Regions from separate parts of the Sus scrofa genome. Here region 2 is linked to region 1. Evidence: chromatin contacts called from public promoter capture Hi-C data. All regions are on one chromosome and are shown on one strand. The core of a region is the stretch at or near the end of the contact, and the rest is flanking DNA. Distances in the headings are between cores, read along the strand shown.

Region 1 (6,293 bases), core at 1,348-3,847:
AAGGCACTAACACAGGTTGAAAATCTACTCTGCTCTAAGCCAGGTTCCAGACATTTTCATATTTCTAGGTGACTAATAAACCTCCTTTATTAGAGACTTAGATAGGTTCATTCTGTGCCTCTGATCAAACACCTAAAGCTATCGGAACCTAGATTCAAATCCAGTTCTGCCTGAATCATTCCACAACCAAAGTGGTATGCTCTTTTTTGCAACTCTGAAGTCAAAGACACTGTTTCCCAAAGTCCATAGGGTGATGGTGGACACAACAACATTTGGATGCCTGTGTTGATGAAGCACAACTAAACACAACAGTCAAGAAATACTTGTTAAGTTTCCACTACCATGAGTCCATAGTATAAATCCTACAGGTAAGGTGGCCTAGTCCTTGCCTCCAAATCCATCACAATAAAGTTGGCCAAACTAAACAAATAAGCATTCAAGAAAGCTTTTCAATTGTGCAATATTTAGAACATACGCTTTCGGTGAGATTCCTGGGATTTTTGTGTCTAAGAGTGTGGTCCTCTTAGACTGCAAGCACCATGAGGAGAGGTCATTTGCCTCCCTAAGTCACTGCTCATCATAACTGGAGCTGTTCTACAAAGATTTGTTGATGATTGGTGTCGATTTGGTTATGGGAGGTTTTACAGAAAGAGTAAGTCTTGAATTGCACTTACAAGATAAGTTATCTGGGGACAGGTTTTTTAAAAGGGAAGGAAAATAGGTAATTAGTAGGCATTCTATAAATACAGAAGGAATGGCTGGGAAAAGCAAGACTAATGTGAGAAAGCAAAGAGATGATAGTGGATGTGATGTGTAAAGGGACAAGGGAAGGATGGGAACAGAATTAGCCACTGCACTGATATCCACGAATCAGGGTTAACTCACAGTTTTCAGCAGTCTCTGTCAAATTTTCCAAACTCTCTGGGCCACAGTATCCTCATTTGCAAAATGAAGAGGATGGAGTATATAAACCTTAGTCACTTTCTCCTTCCATCGAATGTAGAGATTCACAAACTTGCTAATGATGGGGTGCCCCTCGGAAAAGGGCATGTTTCAAATACTGACTTAGGTCCAGGAATCTATATATTTTTAAAAGTTCCACAGGTGGTCAGCCAGGTTTGGGGATCACTTCTTAAGTGAAGGAGAGTAAACATACACAAAGGAAAAAAAAAATCTTCCCTTGGGTAAAATTCAGAAGTTTATATGGGAAACTCAGCAGAATGGGCTAAGTGAAAGAAGCTTAAGAGAGGCCTTAAAAGCCAGAAGGGTTCTCCACAGTCATGAAGCAAGGAGGCATTGTACGGGAGTGAAAACTGTGCATTTCTGTGAGTTGAAGTGGCAGGCTGGAGCTGTGACTCTTTCAGCCACTCACTCAGGCCCGCAGACAAGATTTGCTCCTCACTGAGGCCCTCTGTCCAAGAAAGCCCTGAGTCTTTCTCCTCCTTTCTCCTGCAGGCTCCCAGCAGGACACTTCTGAAGAGTGAGTACGAGCATTTTGCAGTGGTAATGGTTCTCAGAGCCCAGTGCCTCTCACCTGGCTAGGGCTGCTCTTAACTTAGAAAATCCTGGAACACTTAGGATGAAAAGGCCGCGGAACAAAAGCAAACGCCCATCTCCCATCTCGCTGTCCTGTCCGTCCCGCATTGTTCTACTAGAGGTGACTTCCAGAAGATGCTAAATCTCTTCAAAAAAAAAACCCCAAAACCGAAAAACAGTCACTGCGACTTCTTACTCCCTGGGTTAGACAGCATTGGAGTGCTTGTTCATGAGCTGTATTTATTCAGCTATTAGCCCAGCGTTTCAATTTTAGGGCAAAAGAGAACCAGACAGGGCCAAAAAGTCTTTTCATCCTTCGCCTGGGAACACCGGCCTCCTTACTCTGTAAATGTAACTGTTTCTCTGGATTAGATTTTAGTCTTTTTTTTTTTTTTTTTTAAGCACTCCATATATTCGTTCCATTATTTAAAGTGGGCTTGGAGGAAGCGTGCCGCATCCTTCCGCCCTGTGCGTCTGCTTGTGTCCGTCTGAAGCAGGTCCCTTTCGGCTCTCGAGTCTGGGTCGCCAGGACGCGGGGTGGTGGGGAGGAGATGGGGGGGAAGAGTCCCCTGCCCCTCGTGCGACGCTGAGCGCCGGCGTCCGGGCCGCGGAGGCAGAGCCGGAGCCGTAAGAACTCGCCTGCACCTCGCGCCGCCAGCCGCGGAGTGGAGAAAGGAGGGAGGGGGTCGGAGGAGGGAAAGTGGGGCCGGGCGGGGGGTGCCTGGGAAGCCGGGCTGCGCTGACGTCACTGGGCGCGCGATTCGGGCTGGAGCGCTTTAAAAAACGAGCGTGCGAGCGGAGATGCTGCTCCACACCGAGCAGGCCGCCTGCAGCAGCAGCGCTCACGGCCCCTGCGGCGGCTGCAGCCAGGGCCGCTCCCGAGGCCCGCGTGGCGGCAGGGGCACGGCCGGGCCCCGCGACGCTTCTCCTTGGCGCACCGCGCTGCAGGCGCCCGCGGCGTCGCAGAAGCCCGCCGAGCTGCGGCTGGCGCGCCACGGTCCGCCGCAAGCCCGACACTGACCTCCCACCGCGCCCCGCACGCGGCCCCCCGCCCGGGCACCATGGACACCTCCTCGGTTGGCGTGCTCCTGTCCTTGCCCGTCCTGTTCCAGCTGGCGGCCGGAGTCGGCTCGCCAAGGCCCAGCGCGCTGCTGCGGGGGTGCCCCGCGCACTGTCAGTGCGAGCCGGACGGCAGGATGCTGCTCAGGGTGGACTGCTCTGACCTGGGGCTTTCGGAGCTGCCCTCCAACCTCAGCGTTTTCACCTCCTACCTGTAAGTGCGTCCCCCACTCCGCTCCCAAAAGGGGACAGAGGGAGGGAGGCTGGCCCTAGACCAGGCTGGGGGCTCCTCGGCTCCTGCCTGCTCTGGAGGGGGCGGGCGAGTTTGCAAAGGATGTCTTGGCCGGGACTGTTTGGGGCCCTGGAAAATGCACGTGTCTCGGGGTAGCACGCCTGCACTTTATGGGCCCGCAGAAAAACGGCTTCAAGTGCAACCCCGGGAAAGCGCCGGTGCGCTGCAGCTTTGCGGTCCAGCTTCAGGCAGGGCGCAGCGCGAATTTCTCCGATTGTAGACTTTTGCCTGCAAAATGGGCATTTGTGCCCCTGAGCCTGGAACCCAAGGACAGCCTGCCCAGTTGGCCCCTGCTCCAACCTCCCCTTCTTGTCCTGTCGTGTTTCAGGAAGAGATGGACTGTAAAAAGTTTCCCCGAAGAACTCCAACTTGTCTAGCTCCAGAGGAACTTACTCTGCATCCCTTGCTCCAACGTGTGATGCAACCTTTTTTTACTCCTCTCTGTCTCTGTCTTTCTGCTTCTCTGTCTCTCTTTCTCTAATGAAGTGATTAAAATGTGGCAACCGCAAACCCCGATTAGAGCTGCCAGAACGTTATCTTTACCTTTGGCTGCCCGAGCCGCCCTTTGAAGTGCCCGCGGCCGCGGTGTAATCTTTAACCATCTCCTCCTCCTCCCAGAGAGGAAAGGGAAGTGGGCTGAAGGCGGCGGGGCGGGTAAACAGCGGCGCCAACACCCAAGTGGAGACTTGAAGCTCTCTGTCATCCCTCGGGGATCGTCCCACCCCTTTTCCCCCCACCACAGCCTCCAAAGCCCCAACCGTGGAGACGAGGCAGCGGCTCCTTTCGTAATTCTGTCTCTGGAAAATCCAGGCCCGGAGGGTAACAGGTGGTTGGGTGGATGAGGTGACCCAGGAAGAACCTGACTCTTGGGAACCGAGATAACGACTCTTTCTCCCTATGAAGGATCTGGGGCTCGCTTCCTTTGGGCAGAGAGACCAGGGGTCGGGGCCACTCGGGAAAAGGGGCGCTTGCGACCACAAGGTCATGCGTTTAGATTTTAACTAGAGGCCCTGTGGCGAGCCCACCCCAAACGCTCGCAATCCCAGTTTCGGCTTCTCTGATGTACCTTGGCAGGCGCTAGTTGGGATGTTTGTGAACTCAGCCGTTCCTCTGTTTAGTTGTTCTGTGGAGAGAAGAAACATGAAGAGGCTTGCACAACGCTTTACACCAGATAGTGATTCTTTTTCTCCAGACAGTGAGGAAGGGAAAAAAATTCTTTTATACTTGCTTTGATTTTGCTTTGAAAGAGAGGGATGATCCTACTAGATTTTAGTATTATAGATGGCAGTCCCCACCTCACCTACCAGAAGACTATTTGGGCTGCTTTCCTGATCTATTCCCCCACTGAGTTCCCCTTTAATGGCACTTATTACATGGTGTCTGTGCTATTTTTACAGTGATGGAAATCTGCTCCCCTAAGTGATCATTCTGTAAGAATTCACATTTCCTCCTTCTAAACAGCTGCCTGTATTACAAAGTCAGATACTCACCCCTGGTCTCTGTGTTTAACTGCTAAAGGCAGTGTTTCAAGAATCATATGTTCTCCCGCATCGTGAATTTCTGAGAGCAGTTGGGCAGCTGCACTTCAGAACCTAGAACATTCTTCCTCCTCACCCTGAAGAAATTGGCCATAGACAAGGGAAGTGGTGCAGAGCCCCCAGACGCTTCCCTAACTATTGAAATCATACGCTTGTTATAAAACTTGTTTAAGGATACAGAAAATAAATGTCAGGACTCTTTTGTCTCTCACTCAAAAGAACGAACATTTGTTAGGCTTCTGTTACTAAAAGTTGGCATAAAATATTGCTTCACATCGTTTCCCACATATCTCAAATTTATTTAACTGTGTCCTCCATGTACTCTGGAGGTCTTTCTGCCACTGTTTTCTATCCATCATTTTAGATAACCCCTTGGAGTTAAGATACCATTAGGAAGTTAATTATCCTCTTTTTCTTGTGTTGTTTGATGACAGCCTGTATCCTGGACTAAGGGAACATTTTCTCAGTGTCCTATAAAATATTAAACTCAGAGTGTCTATGAAAAGTGTCACGGTATATGTCAAATACTTGCATCTGATGATTAACGTTTCAGAAAATATGAGTGCTAAATATCGAAATTAGTCCTAAAGTCGATAACCAGACTGATTTTCTTCATGATGTGTGATTTCAGATTTTCGTCTCCTTCTAGAGGACAAAATTCCAGAGGCCACCGGGTGCTCTTCCTTGGTGGGTTGAGGGGTTTGAGGCTTTGGGAGTTTTGTTAGGACAACCTCAGAAGCTCTGTGCGAACATTAAGGGTAGATGGTGCCCTCTTTCGGTTACACCTAGAATTAACCATTGACCATTTTTCCTTCACTTGTGCACTCATAACTTGAAAGAGAAATCTTTATTTACTCGTATTCAAAAAAGTAAGCATGTGTTTCACTGGTTTTCTTATTTTAAGAGATAACTTCCTTTTGCTCTTGAAAGGGAACACTAAGTTACAGCCCTGCTCCACTGGGGTCCAGTGATAATTAAGCTGTGATGAGAAAGTTGCAGTGTGCAAAGGCTGATGTGGGTGAAGGGCCAGACTACTATCTTTTATTGTTTGTTGTAGGTTATCACCATTTTTTTGAGTCAAAATGTTATCTGCTAATCTTCCTCCCCTCCCCACAAAAGAACAAGCATTTCATTTTCTTCAAACAGATTGATGATGGTAAGTTCCAGCTGTACACATTTGGCAAATAGATTTGTCACAATCTGATAACTGGCTAGTCTACCTCGTAGGTAAAGAAAGTTTCCTTAATCTCTTCTGGAAGGCTAGGGCTATTTATATACAGTATTATAATCTTTCTTCCCCAGAAACAACTAAATCTTAAGCCAGTCCAAACATTAACTCTCGTTTCTTACTGAACTGCATTCTCCAGTGGATCTGTAATTGGACCACTGAACATGCGTGGTAGAAACACTGGAAATTTTCAAACTTAATCTTCTCTGTCTCTTCCGGTGATTATGGGCTCTGATTTTACAACAGGGGCTAATAAAGCTCACTCAGCAGAAAATAAGGAACACACAAAGGTTAAGACATAAAAGCAGACAATAATTGTTTTCAATGTTTAATACATCTCAACCTACCAGTAGTGATCTGTCAGAAATAAACTAGTTCTAGCATCTAATCTTATTATTGTTTTAATGCATCACATGTGGACATTTTTGCTAACCGAGTCTTAAAAGTAAGCTCCCTGTCCTACTTCGATGTGTCTGTCATCCAGTTAGTGTGGCACTGAAATAGAAAACTAAATCCTAATGAACACCCTACTATAGTAAACATACTTTTCTTTATTGATCTAGAACAGCCATTTTATTTTTAAACAAAAGCTGAGTTTTCCCTTGCTGTTGCTTAAAGACAAGAATATTTCATCCACAGG
Region 2 (6,293 bases), core at 1,490-3,989, 290 kb after region 1:
AGGTTTGATTCCTGGCCTGGGAACTTTCATATGCCATGGGGCATGGCCAAAAAAAGAAATGAAGTCTCTGGAGAACAGACTTGTGGTTGCCAAGGGGGAGAGGGAGGGAGTGGTATGGACTGGGAGTCTGGGGTTAATAGAAGCAAACTATTGCATTTGAGTGGATAAACAATGAGATCCTGCTGTATAGCACAGGGAACTCTATCTAGTCACTTGTGATGGAACATGATGGAAGATAATGTGAGAAAAAGAATGCATATATATATGTGTGACTGGGTCATTTTGCTGTACAGTAGAAAATTGACAGAACACTGTAAACCAACTATAGCGGAAAAAATAAAAATCATTAAAATTAACAAAATTTTTAAAAAATGAAGTCTCTTCCTGATTCTGGAAGAATCCACGAACATGCAAAGACTCTGAGAGAGGAATACAGAGAGAAATAGAGAATACATCCTCAGATGCAATCATGAAGATATTTTATAAAAAAATAAGTTCTCTTTAATGGCTGATTCTAAGTAAATTGAAGTAATATCATCCTTCTCCAATCCATTCTTCATTTTGTTTTGTTTTGTTTTGTTTTGTTTTTCCTTTTTAGGGCCACACCCAAGGCATATGGGAGTTCCCAGGCTAGGGGTCAAATCGGAGCTGCAGCTGCCGGCCTACGCCCCAGCCACAGTACCACAGGATCTCAGCTGCATCTGTGACCTACACCACAGCTCACAGTGGCAATACTGGATCCTTAACCCACTGAGTAAGGGCAGGGATCAAACCCACATTCTCATGGATACTAGTCAGGTTTGTAACCCGCTTAGCCACAATGGGAACTCCCTCCCATCCATTTTTCAAATTACAGCCAGAGTGATTTTTTAAAAGTCAAATCTGATTATATCATCTCCTTATTAAAACCCTTCATTTGCTGAAAGGACCTTTCAGTATTGATTCCTGGCTTCCATACCAATGCCGGTTTCATCTGAAGCTCTCTGCATTCTTACCACACTTCTCATCCTCATGTACTCATTCCTATCTGAAAGCAATAGTACACCCTTGGAGTTCCCGTCGTGGCGCAGTGGTTAACGAATCCGACTAGGAACCATGAGGTTGCGGGTTCGGTCCCTGCCCTTGCTCAGTGGGTTAACGATCCGGCGTTGCCGTGAGCTGTGGTGTAGGTTGCAGACGCGGCTCGGATCCCACGTTGCTGTGGCTCTGGCGTAGGCCGGTGGCTACAACTCCGATTCGACCCCTAGCCTGGGAACCTCCATATGCCGTGGGAGCGGCCCAAGAAATAGCAAAAAGACAAAAAAAAAAAAAAAAATAGTACACCCTACTCTCTGCTTGCAAAGCTCTCCTTCCTTTTTGCCTAGGTTACTCCTACTCAAAAGTAACATTTTCCCAGAAGCCTCCCCTATATGCTGAACCATTTGGATCCCCATATACATTTGCAACATAGCTGAACTGCTTTATCAGGATGAAAGCATTCCTTATATAATGAATGTGTCTGTCTTCCCTGCTAAAATGTAAGCTCTATGACATAGGCATTGTATCTTGTTCATACAGTGCCTGGCATATGTGGGCACCTTCAAATATTTGTTGAATGAATGAATGGACTATCTGGTTTGAAGTGGAAAAGGAGTCTCATAAAAAATATTTGCCTAAATGACATCAAATTTCTAGTTGCAAACTTTTAGCACTAGTATGGTTTCTTGGAAGAGTATGTTTCATGAAAGAAAGAGGATGCAGATGAGGAAATATAAGCAATCATCAAAGAAGCCAGGCCTATCAAGGTGGTATCAATACAGTATGTCAAAAACTTCATGGGGCAGAGTTTCCTAGTGGCCTAGTTGTTAAGGATCCCAAGTTTCCACTGCTGTGGTTTGGGTCACTGGGGTGGCTGGGGTTTGATCTCTGTTAGGGGAACTTCTGCATGATGCAGACACAGCCCTTCTCCCTCCCCCCCCCAAAAAAAACCTTCATAGGGAAAAAAAAGATCTTCATGGAAGACAGAAAAACTGGGAAACCAAGGCATAATGGTTTAAAATGTATCATTCATTCCCAAATATTTATATAATGACTATTATGTGCCTGGCATTGGGATTCAGAAGCTCAAAGGTGGAGCAAGTTCTCACGTAGTTTTTGTCTTTAACAAATTTACAGCCTAGTAAAAATATTCAGCAAAGTAATTTCCAAGTAAGCGCTGCTAGAGAGGTTCTGCCAATGTTATGAATTACCTAACTCAGGTGGGTAAGAAAGGGATGGAAGGATAGAAGGAGAAGGATGGGTAGTCAGGGAAGCCTTTGAGTTTAAGCTGACACCTGAAAGATGAGGAAGAGTCCAGGTGGTCTGGGGGAACTTGAAGTTCAATAGCTAGGATTTGGGACCCCACAGAGAAATACTATCAAGATACTGACGGCACCTTGGCAGATTCGGCTTATGGGGACACTGGATGGGAGAGGTCATTAGCATTGCGAATATTCTCTAGGCATGAACAACATTCTGCACTTCAACATTCCACCTGAGCTGGGGTTGCTTGAAATTATTCATTCCTTATTCCTGCTCCCAGCAACTGCAGAGTGGTGTGCCCCGCAGACACCCTAGGTCTGCAGGCGAGACCGGCAGGAGTTAACTCCACTCTCGTCCAACTCACTGCGGGTGGGGGCGGGAGTGGGGAAGAGGCCCCAGAAGCCCCGCCCACATCCAGACACGTTAATCTACGCCGCGTCCCAGGGGCCGCACGCGGCCGCGGCGATCATGTGACCCGAAGTGTGACGTAGGAGGAAGGAGACGCCATTAGAGGGAGGCGGAGAGGGACAGCTCTGCCTTTCCTCGGATACCTGACGTGGTGGCTGGGGCCCGTCATTCTCGGACTTTACCTCGGTCCTTCCAGGCCTTGCCCAGAGGAGGGAGTGGAGACGGCGCCCGGGATTGGCGGCGCCGATGCGGAGGGGCCTGTGTCGGCCGAGGCTGTGAAGGAGCTGCGGTGGCCGTGGGGCGCTCGGCACGGCTCTAGGGCTCGGGCGTTAGGGACGCGACGGGATGGCTGCGGCCGGCGGCGGCGGGGCGGCGGCAGCCCGAGCCTACTCGTTCAAGGTGGTGCTGCTGGGGGAAGGCTGCGTGGGAAAGACGTCGTTGGTGCTGCGCTACTGCGAGAACAAGTTCAACGACAAGCACATCACCACTCTGCAGGTGCGGGCCCCGGGGAGCGGGAGTGGCGCCTTGGGGCCCCTACCCCTCCGGGGCTCAGAGGACTTTGTTGCCACGGTTCTCTGTGTCGCGGGGCTCTCATATCTCAGGCCTGTCACCTCCGCCTTCGGATTCACTTTCCGAATTCGCCCTGGGGACGGCGTTTGTCCGGGCAGCCTGGAGACACAAGGACGGGCTGTTGGGAGGGGAGTGGAAGGGCCCTGAAAAGTCCCCAGTGTGGCCGCGCATGTCGTGGAATCCCCATCGGTGGACTAGTTTTTCCCCTTTGATTCGCTTCCGCTTAGGCCCTAGGTGTCTTCACCCTGCGGTCCACCAGTGTCGGTCCTTTTTCTTTCTTTCGGAATTAGGAATTTAGCTGAGGATTTGATTTTTCGAATTAGGTGATTTATAACTTCAGCTCTTACTGATGACTAAGTGTTTATGCATGTTCCATTTTGTCCTGTCTTCGAGTAATATGGTGATTGGCAAAACATTCATCTCCAGAGGGTTTTTGAAATGACCGCTTGCCGGTGTGGGTTACGCAGTTCCATTGCTGCCTGCGTAGGTCTGACTTGTGGGTCACTTGTATTCAGCGATGTGGGTCGATCCATATTCACATGGAAACGTCATGGTCCTCAAACTAACAGTTTAGCTACAAATACTATTTCTTTGGTTGTAATTTAGGGCCGCCTTTCATCAGCAGATACATCATGGTTAGTCAGAAAAGTGTTAAAATGTAGTCATTAATTGGGAGTGAATTCAGGCTTTTGAGGTGGTTGGAGTCTCCCTCTTCCAAAGAAATCAGTTTGCACGTGTTAGAAGAAAAGTTTCCAACGAATCTGCCCTGATCAATTTAGTCAGAGGCAGTAAAATCTAATGGACTTTTGAGCCTGATGTTTAGGTTCATATCGCAGTTCCATCCCTTTAACTAGCTGTTTGATCTTGGGCAAGTTAATTAACCTCTCTGTGCCTAAGTTTCTTCATCTGTTAAAATGGCCCTGATAGTAATATCTAGCTCTTGGGGTTGTCAGAGCAAATACACATAAAAACACTTAGGACCTGGTCCAGTGTAAGCTCTCTATCTTTATTATTACTACCCCCAATTGCACAATACATCCTAATTAGTGATTGTGTCGTTCATAAGTACATGGACATTATTTAATAGAATGCACAATCTCCTAATTATTGTGACATTTGATGTTTGATGCTATTTTTAAACTACCAAGTCTAGAATTTACAAAGATGCTCTGGTTCTGATTCCATGTTCTATTTTTACTCCTCTGTAAAGCATAATATCTGAAATAGTGAATGTCAGGAAACTGCATTTTTTTTTTCTCATGTCTTTGTATAGGGTCACTTAATGCAATTTTAGTTGTAGTTGAGTTATTAGTGAGATCAGGGAAATTCATAGGATAAATACCTATGGTCAGTTGGAAGTTTAGAAGTTTATTTAGGTAAAGTATAATAATATCTAACATTTAGTTCTTACTGTGCTAGGTATTTTACTTCTGTCTTTTAATTCTTATAACAGCTTTATGAGGTGGATAGTTTTATTAGCCTCATTCTACAGGTGATGAAACAAGTGTGGCAAAATTGAGTAATTTGCTGGCCATCATATTGCCACAAGTCATGGTTCCCAAGCTGAAATTTGAATCCAGTTCTGACTTACTTTGAGCAGTAAGTCACACTCTCTGGATATTGGTGAACAACCCCTTAGTGGGGTTTTTTTTTGAGCTACACATCTTAGAGAAAATAGAAAACCATTGTAACTGAGCTCTTTATTTTTTTTTTAAAGGTAATTTAGCCCTTCAATCTAAAAATTACATGACATTATACATTCTAAAAACATCCTTGAAGCTAAAAGCAGGCTAAAGATTTTTAATTATCTAAGAGAAACCACTGCATTCTACACAGAGAGAATGAAGTTATGGTGGATCTCTAGTATCAAAAACATAGAACTCCTGATTTTAATATTTATATAACTCTCGTCACAAACAGTACCTGGATAATGTTCTAGGTTTGAGGATTTTGCTGCATACCAATGTATGAAAACATCATTACAGCCTTTCTCTTTGTCTTAGCTATCAGTTCATCTTTTCTTTCTTAACAGCTTTTCAGAGAAATTCGACTTTGTTGAGACCCGTAGGACACAATCTTGTATGCTTTTCATTTCTAAATGGAGGGGAGATAATCCTTCATAAGATACGAGGGGAAAAGTTTCCCTTTTTTCTTGTTAATAAAACTACTACCTATCTTTTTAAAAAACTTTGTAAAGTACATTGGCATTCCTATTTTAAAGACTGAGTGGAACCTAAGATAGTTTATGGTGGATTTTCTTTGTGGTGGAGTGGGTTAAGGATCCAGCTTTGTTGCTGCGGGATCCCGGATTGCTGCTGTGGTGCAGGTTCATTCCCTGGCCTGGAAATTTTCATATGCCACAGGCACAGTCCAAAAACAAACAAAAGAGAGTTTATGGTTCACTGTTTCAGTGTTTTATTTATTATATTATATATAACATGGTTGTATACCTTAGTCCGAACATCTTGAAGGTGAGATGAACTGATATAGAATGTGGAAGACTATGTCCTGAGGTGGTTCATTTTTGGATGGGTCTAATTTTCTTTTCCTTTTTTGCCATTTTAGGGCTGCATCTGTGGCCCAGGCTAGGGGTCAAATTGGAGCTGTAGCTGCCGGCCTGTGCCATAGCCACAGCAACACAGGATCCAAGCTGTGTCTGCAACCTATACCACAGCTCAAGGCAACGCTGGATCCTTAACCCACTGATTTAGGCCAGGGGTTGAACCCAAGTCTTCATGAATACTAGTTGGAAGTTACCGCTGAGTCACGACGGGAACTCCCGGGTCTAATTTTCAAATCATTTTTCTCTAACTAGAGACAAAATCTATTAACCTCTAGTTTCCGGTCCTAGTTCTGCCCTCTGAATCTTAGTCACACGTGACATTCCTTTTGATAGGTGAAGAAAGCTGTCACATCCACTTCAGTCTTTGTCTTCTCTTGGGTAAACAGCTCTGGTTCCTTTAACTGAATCTTCTGTAACATTTGGAGATTAACATTCTAAGTCACGTCAACTACGTTGACATCTCTTCTAGACA

The links. Promoter capture Hi-C pulls out the DNA fragments that hold promoters and counts their contacts.
Region 2: a promoter capture Hi-C map of fetal liver shows a contact between it and region 1, with 3 times the contacts expected there. The contact joins the promoter of RAB21 here to the promoter of LGR5 in region 1. A contact is called at or near these places in 1 of 5 promoter capture datasets (fetal liver) and 1 of 47 Hi-C or Micro-C datasets (liver).

Annotation. Positions count from the first base shown.
Region 1 is chr5:35,460,937-35,467,229 of Sscrofa11.1, forward strand. It overlaps LGR5 (leucine rich repeat containing G protein-coupled receptor 5), which reads left to right and starts at 2,598. Exons shown (of 18, transcript NM_001315762.1): 1 at 2,598-2,809. The coding sequence starts at 2,598. It overlaps TSPAN8 (tetraspanin-8), which reads right to left. Exons shown (of 17, transcript XM_021091998.1): 3 at 3,431-6,293.
Region 2 is chr5:35,754,534-35,760,826 of Sscrofa11.1, forward strand. It overlaps RAB21 (ras-related protein Rab-21), which reads left to right and starts at 2,740. Exons shown (of 7, transcript XM_003481659.4): 1 at 2,740-3,183. The coding sequence starts at 3,034.